2 separate regions of the Hordeum vulgare genome follow, and region 1 is linked to region 2. Evidence: chromatin contacts called from public Hi-C data. All regions are on one chromosome and are shown on one strand. Each heading gives the region's core, a stretch centred on a gene start, on an enhancer-like site or on the middle of the called end of the contact. The rest is flanking DNA. Distances are from core to core; before and after follow the strand shown.

The links. A called contact is a pair of places that touch in the nucleus more often than the background predicts.
Region 1: a contact with region 2 is called in a Hi-C map of leaf, with 4 times the contacts expected there. The contact joins the promoter of LOC123444582 here to the promoter of LOC123444541 in region 2. A contact is called at or near these places in 4 of 6 Hi-C or Micro-C datasets (leaf and seedling) and 1 of 1 datasets of contacts at active chromatin or transcription factors (embryo).

Annotation. Positions count from the first base shown.
Region 1 is chr1H:452,247,493-452,252,939 of MorexV3_pseudomolecules_assembly, reverse strand. LOC123444582 (B3 domain-containing protein Os05g0481400) reads right to left here and starts at 2,368. Exons shown (of 7, transcript XM_045121362.1): 1 at 2,189-2,368; 2 at 1,901-1,960; 3 at 1,693-1,791. The coding sequence starts at 2,281.
Region 2 is chr1H:451,746,683-451,752,542 of MorexV3_pseudomolecules_assembly, reverse strand. It overlaps LOC123444541 (NADH dehydrogenase [ubiquinone] 1 alpha subcomplex subunit 1), which reads left to right and starts at 3,764. Exons shown (of 3, transcript XM_045121300.1): 1 at 3,764-3,985; 2 at 4,079-4,162. The coding sequence starts at 3,869. The coding sequence ends at 4,162.

The DNA of each region.
Region 1 (5,447 bases), core at 1,119-3,618, 500 kb before region 2:
TCTGCACCTGGACGATGCATGCAGCCAATTTATTAATTATTCACAAAACCTTACAAAGTAATACGGAGTATATCAGTAAGTCTGAAACCACCATCTTGACAACATTTGTCGCTACTCCTATCCACTTGATGAAGGAGTGCCAATAGTCCGAGCCGAATACCAAACAGACCTCACAGCAAAGCCTAACATCTAAAACCGCAGGCCCCAACCAAGCCACATTGTCGGGTCTGGGTCACACACCGGTTCGGCACACTCTCAAAGGCGGCCGCCGCCATCTTCCACCGAAACATCTTCAGAGCAGTTACTGAAGCATCGACCTTGCCCGGCCTGCCGTCAACGTCACCACGACGGCAGACAACGCCATCCTCCCGCGCTAGTCCGTCTACATGCACCGGACACTGAGACGCCACAACGCCACGCCGCCGATATCCGACGTCGTCAATGCGTAAGAAGTAGCACCGCTCCACCTCTGGGCCCCTTCAGTCAGCAACTCTCGCAACGCCGGCGCAAGTCCGGCACCAGGAAAGGACGCAGGAAATCATGATCTTCAAGACGACGCCCTCAGGAGGGGAAGCGGCGTGAATCGACGCCATCGTCCATCCCTGCACCGCAGGACCTAGGCTTTCACCCGAAGAAAGTGACCCGAGAGCGAAAGAGGCCAAAGAGCTCCAAGACAGCCCCCGGGAGGAGAGCGACATCCGTAGACGCCGTGCCATTGGCTTTCGCTCGGTGCCACCGTACCTCCGCACCCTCACGTTGTCGGATGAAGACGAGAAACCCCAACGTCACCGGCCTGCGAACCAACTGGCCCAAGCACCTCCTACGCGGCAACAGCGCCATCACCATCCAGGACCACCAACCTCACCGTCGGCCGAAGACGACAGGCCAGATCGGGCCGAGCCCCCCGTGGCCAGATCTGACACCTTGGGACGCCATCGCGTCGAGGCAGCCACAAGCAGCCGGCAGACCATCACCCACGAGAGGACAAGGACGCCAAGCCGGACAGCCACCACGCCGGCCGAAGACGCCGAGGACGAGCCTCCCACCACCACGGGCTCACACCACAAGCTAAGGCAATCGCACGCGTGGAGAGCCCCGCCGCCGCTGTCCTCCGGCGCGGGCTTCGCTCAGCGGAGCAGGTATGGATCCCCCGAGCCGCCCTAGGGACGACATGGGGTCAGATGCGTTTTTTCTGGACCCTCCCGAGAGCGGAGCTTCCAAGGAGTGCGACCCCGATGATATACAATTACAAACCCCATCCCAACCGATGCATCAGATTGCAAGAATGGCAGAAACAACTTTCACAAGCATATACGCGTTGAAATATATTGCCCGTCTTCCTTCATCAATTCGAACTTTTGGATGAGTTGGTTGAAGCATGAATTTAATATACTAGTATCAAAGCAAAGAGGTCTTGAGCTCAAGACCCTACCAACACAGTATTAAAACAAAAAGATTATGCGGTGTACATCGATCCCACGTCTAAGGACTAAAATAACCTAGACGTAAGAGGAGTGTTGAAACATATTGTCTTTCTTTCTCCATCAGTTTGATTTTTTAGATAAGTTGGTTGGAGCATGAATTCAATAATACGCTCCTTCAAACAAAGTAGGGTACAATTATTATTTTTGTCAATTTTCAGAAATGAAAGTAAACAAATCTCACGAAGCGGACAGCCTAAAGAGAACTCACATCATCCTTGTAGGAGACAGTGGTCCTGGCCCTGGAGGAGCGCCTGACTTCAGTGCTAGCATCGAACTTCTTCCTGGGCTTTGGGCTGGCGCGAGCGCTCTGCAGAAACAAGGACATCGAATCAACCGATGGCAACCGCACAGATTCAAACCCCCTAACACACACACTGGATCCCGGATTGAAAGTACAGTTGCTGCGATGCGCGCACCTTGTCCGGCTGTCTCGTGGCCTGGATCAAACTCTTGGCCATCTTGGATATTCCCAAATCCTGCGGAAAGGGGGGAAAGAGGCAAAGAAATTAGTTTTTTTTTCTTTAAAAGAAAATCCCAAGCCGGCCAGGGCGAAGAATCCAGAGGCAAATCGGCAGCGAGCATCGTCGCGAAATGCCTCATCTTTCGCGCATCTGCTACTGCGCGTAAGAAAAGGGGGGGAGGGAAGGGGATTGGTTGGTGCTGGTTCGCTGGGCGTTTCCGAGCGAGAGAGTACCAATGCCTACCTCGAGGTGCTTGAGGTTGTCGAGGATCCGCTTCCGGCGCTCCTCCTCGTAGGCGGCGCCCGCGCCGGCGCTGCCCGCCTCCGTCGTCGCCATGGGCGGCCGCGCCTTTTCCTCTCTCGTGTGTGCCTACGCGGAGGGCGAGACGCGGGTCAAAGGGGAGGGTCAAAGTCTTTCCGTGGCCTTTTGGAGAGAGAGGGAGTGGCCGGCCTTTGTGAGACGCACACGGCCACCGGCTAGGGAATTTTGAATTTGAACGGAACGGAATCCGATCCGACCGATGCGTCCTACGGCAACGGCGACGGCGACGGCTGGTGTCCATCGCCGTGCGACTGTCGGGTGGGCCCATGTGTTCCTACCACGGTGTATCGATTGTAGAATGAATGCAAAGAGACATAGAGTCCAAATGATCCACTAGTTTTATTGCAATGTGGGAGACCCACTTATATACAAGATGAAGGGATGTGTTGAGAAGACACATTTTCCCCAACAGACACCTCCTGGAAGGCATCCCTCCCATACAATTGATCACATGTTTTATTTCTCAACACTCCCCCTTGATCAATTCATCATCTGTATATTGAAAACTGAAAACTTCTTCAAAAATCTTGTGGGAAAAATTGAGGAGAAACCTTATAATAATATGCCATCGAAAACTCCTTTAAAACCCAGTGGAAAAAATATAAGGAGAAACCAATATGGCATACATCCGCACTTGTATTTATATTATCTCGTTAAAAACCTTATATGAGAAACCATCTTGGAAAACTCATAAAGGGAAAAAGAGTACAATATGAATGATCCGAAGATCACCAACAGGTTATAACATGGGATTTTACTTCCCCTGAATTTTGCAAACATCAATGTTGTCTCATACCAATTCCACGAATGCGATTCTGGAATATAAACGTTGGTAGAGACATTGTGAATCTCACAATAATTTGTTTGCAGATTATTCTCTTACATTTCTGTAATCCACGAGGATAAATATAACCCATAAGCAATACAAGTGATATTATCTTGGTAGATAATGATCTTTGATTCCAATGAATCTCATGTATATCTTGTCATGCTTCAAACATAGTTATTGCCGAATGATTATAGGAAGGACTCATTTAGAGTCTATTCTGAAGGCTTCACTCAGAATACTCTTCCATTAAATCCAGTTTTTGATATGGCATTGTTGGGATCGGATTATCAGCCACTATCAGGATATCACACCATGGTCCCATCTTAATTATCTCAATGGAATTAATCAAGACTGTTTGTGTCTTGGACATATCCGAAGATATTTCTTACACCAACCATTATACCTTTTATTGGGGATTGCACTCTCAATAAATTGCCAAAAAAATAGTGTCAGGACTGACTTACTTTGCAATATACATGAGTGCTCCGATGGTACTCAGATGTGGAACTTCATGTCCATTATCACTTCACCATCTCACATGGACTTGTGTCCCGTGTCAGGTATAATATGACCATATGTGTCTTTGATAAGATATATCAATATTGAACGTTTTCAATATTTCCAGATATATAAAGACTGACATACATTTATTCCCGGGGGATTTTGCTAAAGCTATAAACTTAGCATCATTTGGCTTGACCCAAATATCCGTGTCAAAATGATTGTGTGTATTTAATATGTCTTGTATAGACATTGATGGTAAGATCATCCACATCAATAATAAGATGTAAATCCAATTCATGATATCTTCATGAATACACATCAACAATCATCCGAATTAGAGTAATCCTTGTCAAGGAGTAACTCACTTAGTCGGTTGTACCACACGACTCTTCGACCAAATTTAGAGTCAAAGAATGACTTCTGAAGCTTCACACACATGTTGTGATTTATCATTGGATTCGGAATATTAAGCCATTTAAACGACTTCAATATATATATCCGAACTGAATTATCCATGTGAGTATGTAGTCATTACATACATCAACGGTATGGATTTGTACTGCCAATTCAGTATCGAAACATAATTGCACTCATACCTAGAAGGTATGCTACATCATAACTGATGTCGGGTCTCTGCGGAAACCCATGTGCTACAAGTTTCGCTTTCTCACCACCTCATCTATTTCGTTTCTGAACGAAAAATCACTTCTCTTCACTACGGAAGATACTTATGAGGAGCAGGTTTTACTATGGTAAACACCTCTCTTTTGATGAGCGAGTGCTACTTTTCTTAATTACTTCCTTTCATTTGAACCAATATAAGTGTCAACAACACTTTCCATGGATTTTGGTTCAGGGCCCAAAAGGATTTCTGCAATTCTCAAGAAGAAATTTATGTCGACATATGTAGACTTCAATATACGATTCTCATGAATCAATATCATTAGTGGAATTCTCATTATGCCTCTTAACTCCTTGTGATTTCCCACAACAACGGAGTCAAGATGTTTCGATGTCCCAACACCATAAAAAATGTGTGCACATCGGTGTTGGGATATGGATGACGCGCATCCATAGGTGTCATTCAACGCGAGGTTGAATCACATTTACTGACCGAGGAGACTGTTTCCTCTATTTTCGCGGAAACATATGAGAACTTAATCCCATGTGACCAGAATTCTCCCCCTCTTGCTCTCATTTGGGGATACGAATGGTTATTAGGTACCTCCACTCGTTCTGGTACGAAAATTCAGTGACACCTTTGTCATCAGTAAATGTATATGGCAGTTTATTTAAAATATGTTGCAAATTCTCATAATCTGAATCTTTAGTTCAAATTCTGAAGTACGTGGACAAAATGTCTATGACATTTCTTTTGCATTTCTTGGCATTCTATGTGGTACATTTCTCCCCCTAATGCCAGAAAATGTCCTTATTGCAAAAGCAGTCAGCGTACGAGCTACAAATAACTCCCTCGCCAGGGTTAAGGTATTTGACGAATTAACAATCATACCATAGTTATTCCTCACATAGATCCCAAATATATGTGAAGGCCGTAATGTACGCTGGGGTGGTGATATCGGTGTCCAACCGAATTATCACAGATGGGAAATACTTCATTGATTTCCACGTACAGACCGTAAGGGGATACTGTATTAAATGCATTTGATCTCATATAGACCAAATATGTGGCATGTGAGACCCATGTTACCAACAACAAAATGTTGGATCATCACAATTCTGTAGCAATGCCCATGCAACTTGACTCTCTTTGACAAGAGATCTAGCTAGCCACACCATTCTGAGTAGGTACACGATGTACTGAATATGACCATGGATTTCTCATGA
Region 2 (5,860 bases), core at 2,515-5,014:
CTTCGACACCACTACGCCCATGACTAACTCGGCGCCTCCTTGCGCCCATGGCTCCACGGCGACTTTCTCGACACCGGCTACCCCGACTCGACATCGACCACGACGTTCTTTCACGACTACCTCGACCACGGCTACACCACCGTACCCTCTCGTCTTCCTCGACATCGGCACAAAGGGCTACCGCCTTGTTTGAGCAACCTCGTCGGTTTTCACTCCAGCCACAACTTCCACGATGCATCGACCGTTACGACTGTGGGGGGATGACCGTCGGCTTACCTTCGGATTCTTCTCCGGTCTCTCCACCTATGTCCCTGCCGTTGTGACTGCGGGGGGATGTTGAGTATCATGATTAGTTAGGAAACATAAGATAGACTAGGAATCATTCTGGCTTGTTTTATACTCTAAATTGATCATGTACTCGTGTATATATATCCATGAGGCTCAAGCAATAAAACAATTATTCCATCAATCCTTCTCTCCCTTCCAACAGTCAACGCGCTCCATCGGTCGATCTCTTCAACGACGGCGCGGGACGAGGCAAGGAGCGAGCGGGGTGGCCGGAGAGACAGTTGGTCTCACGCACACGTGTTCGGTTCATTATTCAGCACGTGGAAGTGGGCGCTCCAAACAACCAGCACGAGATGGTGTTTGGCTCCGCATACCAACTATACGGTGCTAGCAACTTTAACGCGTCTCCTGAAACGTTCTATTCATGTTCGCGCGCCCTAAAAGGCTCTTTTTTAGAGCGAGCCGTTTAGATAACGCTGTGTATACTGAGTGGAAGGTCAGCCTCGTACGACGATAGGAAAATGAGCAGAAAATACTACTACCGCAGATACGCCTCGCCCACGCACCTTGTTGTCACAGCCCGGTGCGGAAAAGGGCTCCCGGCCCGGGACAAAAGCGCCGTCTCCATCCATCTCGCACGTCCCCGGCCGGGCTAGCTTTCCATGCTCTCGTTTCGTGCAAAGCAGCAATATTTTGGGGGCTTTCGGCACGGATCCAGGAGCCCTTGTCACCAACAGGATCCGGGCCTCCTCCTTTCCCATGATCTTGTTTCGCGTAATGGAAAAGCACACTGGAGTAGTGGAGCAGCTCCAAGTCCCAACTTGCAACCCTGCGGGATTCCATGAGCTGATGAGCACGACCAACGCACTGCCCAAACTCCGGTTGGCATTCTTTGGAGTGGCCGTCAGCATTTCATGCAAATTGTACTACTATATGATTCTTTTAATAATTCTTATTGTGAGATACTATATGAAAACATTTACATTTTCTTAGCGGAAAACACATTCAGATTTTCTTCAATGATGCCAACCCGAACCCGTTTTACATTAGAAAAAAAACTGGCCCATTTGTAACAAAAAAAACTCGGCCATGGATCCAATTTCTGGACCACCGGAGCCTGAAATCCCGGCCCATTCATCTGGCCCATCATTCTCCACTCAGAAGACCAAGTCCAGAGCTGCCCAGTTCCCAAACCGCTGGATAGCTCCCGAACCGTATTCTTATGATTGCTTTCATAATTCAGATCTTAAAAACACACACACACATGTAGTTCTATTCATACTCATAGCGATTACAGCTATACTGTTGGATCCCAGATCCAGATCCAAAAAAACTACAAAGTCACACTTAAAACTAAGAATTACAATGAAATCTTTTGGAAAACCTTCTTCATGGTATCAATCTCTGTTAAAATAAATACTCCAAAAACTTTAGTAAAGAGGCTGTAAATAGACTAGCACAACGATGTCGTCCCTCTTTCATCTGCACAAACATTACCAATAGTGATTTTTAAAAAGACATTCAGTTGCCCATTCAAAAAGATGAAAAGCCTTGACCAATGAAAGTACTTGGGCTAGAGAAGATCGCCTAGAAGTGCGGACCATCGAATCACGATATCGTCACAATATGAAAGATTTCACCTCCACAAAAAAAACCAACATAAATTCATCAGATCCGAATAATCGAACCTACGAGGACAAAAAACTCTTAAACCTCATTACATGAAGAGTACTTTTATTCTCACAAAATACGAAAATCACTAGATGTTTGACAAAAACATAAGGCTGGTCGTAATGAGAGTATCATAGGTAGTATCATGCATGCGAACTAATCGATTTTGATGGGGTGACATAGAATTAAATAAAAAAAAGAGGGTTGAATATCATATTATGATACCGTATCATATTAAATATTGTGCTACTACTCATGCATGGCAATAAATAACCTATTCTATGATACTACTCCGTCTCGGTTTATAAGGCCCTTCCCAGTGCATCGGTGCTAAGCGTGCCACATAGACAAAACAATGATGTGGCAAATCAATTAAAGAGGAGAGAGAGCATTATGGTGACCCCAGGAAAAAACGATGCTAAACGCGTGAACCTATGTAAAAACACTACTTCCTCCGTCTCGGTGTATAAGTCATTCGCGTAGTTCTAGGTCACCGATTTGAGAAATTAAATATATGTTATATGTCATAAAAAGTATATCACTAGATTTCTACATGGATGTAGTTTTTAAAAATATATTTTTTGTCACATATGATACATATTTAGATAGTTAAATTGTCAACTTATAACTACGCGAATGATTTATACACCGGGATGGAGGTAGTACCAACCAATGCATGAAGAAGTTTAATTATTAAAGAATTCCATGAAAAAAGCTTACCAATAAAAGCTAAGCACCTATGCATTGGGGAGACTAGTTGTTAAGGTTTTTAATATACTTAGCACCTCATCTAAGCACCAATGCATTGGAAGAGGCCTAAGTCATCTTAGGTTGTGCACCGCAACCAAGACGGAAAGAAAAACAAGAGAAATTAATGTTAACTTGCTAATTAATACCATTACATGCAATGAATTGACCAATGCATGTCGTGCTAGTTAGTCTCAAGCCATTAAAAACATACACGCCACACGTCTCTTATTGGTTGATTTCTTTATTCAAGTCAAAAAACAAGAAACGAGATTAAAGTTAATGCATCGTGCCTAGTGTTTTGGAATTATTTGGTTTTGTTAAGATGACTTGTAAACCGAGACGGAGAGAGTATGCATTACACACGTAGTATCATTCATTAGTATCAGATACTAGTATATAATACTTCTGTTACAACCAGCCTAACAACTTTAAAGATGCGAGGTTCCCTCACTTTACATCGTTAAGAGCAAGTACAATAAGGTGACATAAGCAAGCTATAAGGATTAGAATATTTTATTTTTGCTTAGTTGGATGAGAGAGAAGATAAGCGGGCTCTTGATGAGTAGCCGTCTGCAACACGAGACCCAAGACACTTTATGAGATTGTAAGGTGAGTCAACTACTAATAAAGTAGTACACATCTAAAACTTACTATTGTATATGTCGGCTATTAGGTTGATTTTATATGACATGACAACTTTTTATAACCGATTGTTGGCTGTATTATTAACCATGCTCCCGTAGGATGTAAGGGGACCAAAGATCCCGACGATGCCGGATGTAGCGCCGTTCACGAAACCCCCACGCGTGCGTGGTAGCTCCGATCAGATTTTGACTAATCACTCGAACTCCGGCTCTTCAGATCTTGTTTTGTTCTATGACGCCACTAACCCAAACCCAATTTTCATCAGAAGATATCCTGACCCATTCTGGTAAAAAAGAAAAGAAAAAACTCGGTCATGGATCCAATCCGAAGACCGTCGAAGCCGGAAAGCCCGGCCCATGCAACTGGCCCAACGTTCCTCCACTCAGACCAAGTCCAGACTCCAGAGCCGCCCGTTCGGCCTCGCGACCCCAGTTTCCCCAACCGCCGGATAGCTCGCGAATCTGCTCCTCGTCGCCGTCCCCGATCCGTCCGCCGTCTCCCCGTCCGGCTCCCGATGGCTCGGTTCCGGTTGCACTGGCTGGAGGCCATGCTGCCGCTGGGCATCATCGGCGGCTTCCTCTGCATCATGGGCAACGGCCAGTACTACATCCACAAGGCCGCGCACGGCAGGGTACCCCCTCCCTTTCCCCATTCCCCCCTCCCTCCCGAATCCCGATCCGAATCTCTCTCGTGCTGAGGCGGGCGCGTGGTTTGTTGGATGCAGCCGAAGCACATCGGGAACGACATGTGGGACGTCGCCATGGAGCGCCGTGACAAGAAGCTCGTCGACAAGCCGGCCGCCAACTAGGTGCGGATCTGATCCCTGGCCCTCCCCATCTTCTGCCGGCGGCCCCTCGTGGGTTTCTGGGGGCTTGGCTCTGTGATGGAATTCTAGGGTTTGGGCTGGTGTTAGGTCAGAATAGCCTCCTGTTTTATTGTTGGATACGAGGTGTTTTTGTGGGGGGTTAAAAATTGGGAGTGTCTCGTGGGAATTCGCGCTTTTCTCTGTAGCTGTATTGTCGTGTTTGATTGGTAGTGCTTTGCAGATCATTGGCGACTTCCTGATGCTGCCGTGCCACTGTTATGCCTGACAGAATTGGATTGCAATATGCTAGACTTGTACTGAATTCTGATTTGGTTGGTGCTGTATGGTAGCCCTATTTTCCTTACCGAAATGATGGTACAGCTTGGGTTCTTGCGTTATTTGAATGTAAGGCTAGTTTAGGAAATGGGAGCACACCAAGCTCCTTCTTGATGAAAGAAATGTCATCTGACTGGGTCTTTGAGGTGGGAGAAATGATACTTTGGGCTTTGGGGTTGGCAGAGTTTCCTCTGGTCGTCTACTCCAGTGAGAAAAAAAACTTACTACTCAAGCTTTCTTTCTCCTATCTTTTAAAGAATGATGATCTAGGCAGCTACATTCATCAGTTTATCTAAGTAGACCTCTCTCCAGACTCATGGGAATCCCTGTAGGCTGGCCCTAGAATGGAAACCATGACTGTTTTTACACCTCTAGCAGGCTTGCAAAATGATCTTCGTTTTACATTGTTCCCTATCTTCCTTTCATCATCTTGTGATTGCCCGGTCCATTCTTGTTTTCCTCAATAGTATTATCCTTCCTCTGTGTCTGATCACTTCATGAATAACTATAGTGTTGATGATAATTCTTTGTTTTAACTGTTACCACTTCACATTGCCATTGTTTGAGCAGTATTCTTAAAAATGTAATTGGAAGCTAACAACATAATATTAGCTTCATCTGAAACAATTTTGCCTTCCATTTCCTGTTGCATTCCTACCAGCAACTGCTATTGAAATTACACTGCTCAGTGCTCACCATAAGTTTTGTGTTGCCAAATTACTCTGTTTGGTTGAATTCAATGGTTGTTGTTAACTGACATTAAGTCTCCCTTTTATGTCTGTGGGGTTGTGACTCAGATTTTTTGTTAACCTCTCTCCTTGTAGTTTCGTATTATATTCCTATTTGCTGAATCCAGTTGTTCCTGTCCATAACGTCCTATGATCTTCAGTACCTTTTCACTTTCATCTCTACAACAACAACAAAGCATTTCAGTCCCAAACAAGTTGGGGTAGGCTAGAGTTGAAACCCAGAAGAAATCGAAATCAAGTCATGGTTCTGGCACATGTATAGCTAACTTCCACACACTCCTCTCCATGACTAAATCTTTGGTGATATTTCAGTCCTTCGGGTCTCTTTTTACGGACTCATCCCATGTCAAGTTTGGTCTACCTCGACCTCTCTTGACATTGTTAGCGTGCACTAACCGCCCGCTATGCACTGGTGCTTTTGGAGGCCTACGTTGAACATGCCCAAACCATCTTAGACGCTGTTGGACAAGCTTCCCTTCAATCGTCGCCACAACTCTCTCACATATATCATCATTCCGGACCCGGTCCTTTCTTGTGTGGCCACACATCCATCTCAACATGCGCATCTCTGCCAGACTTAGCTGTTGGACATGTTGCCTTTTAGTTGGCCAACAGT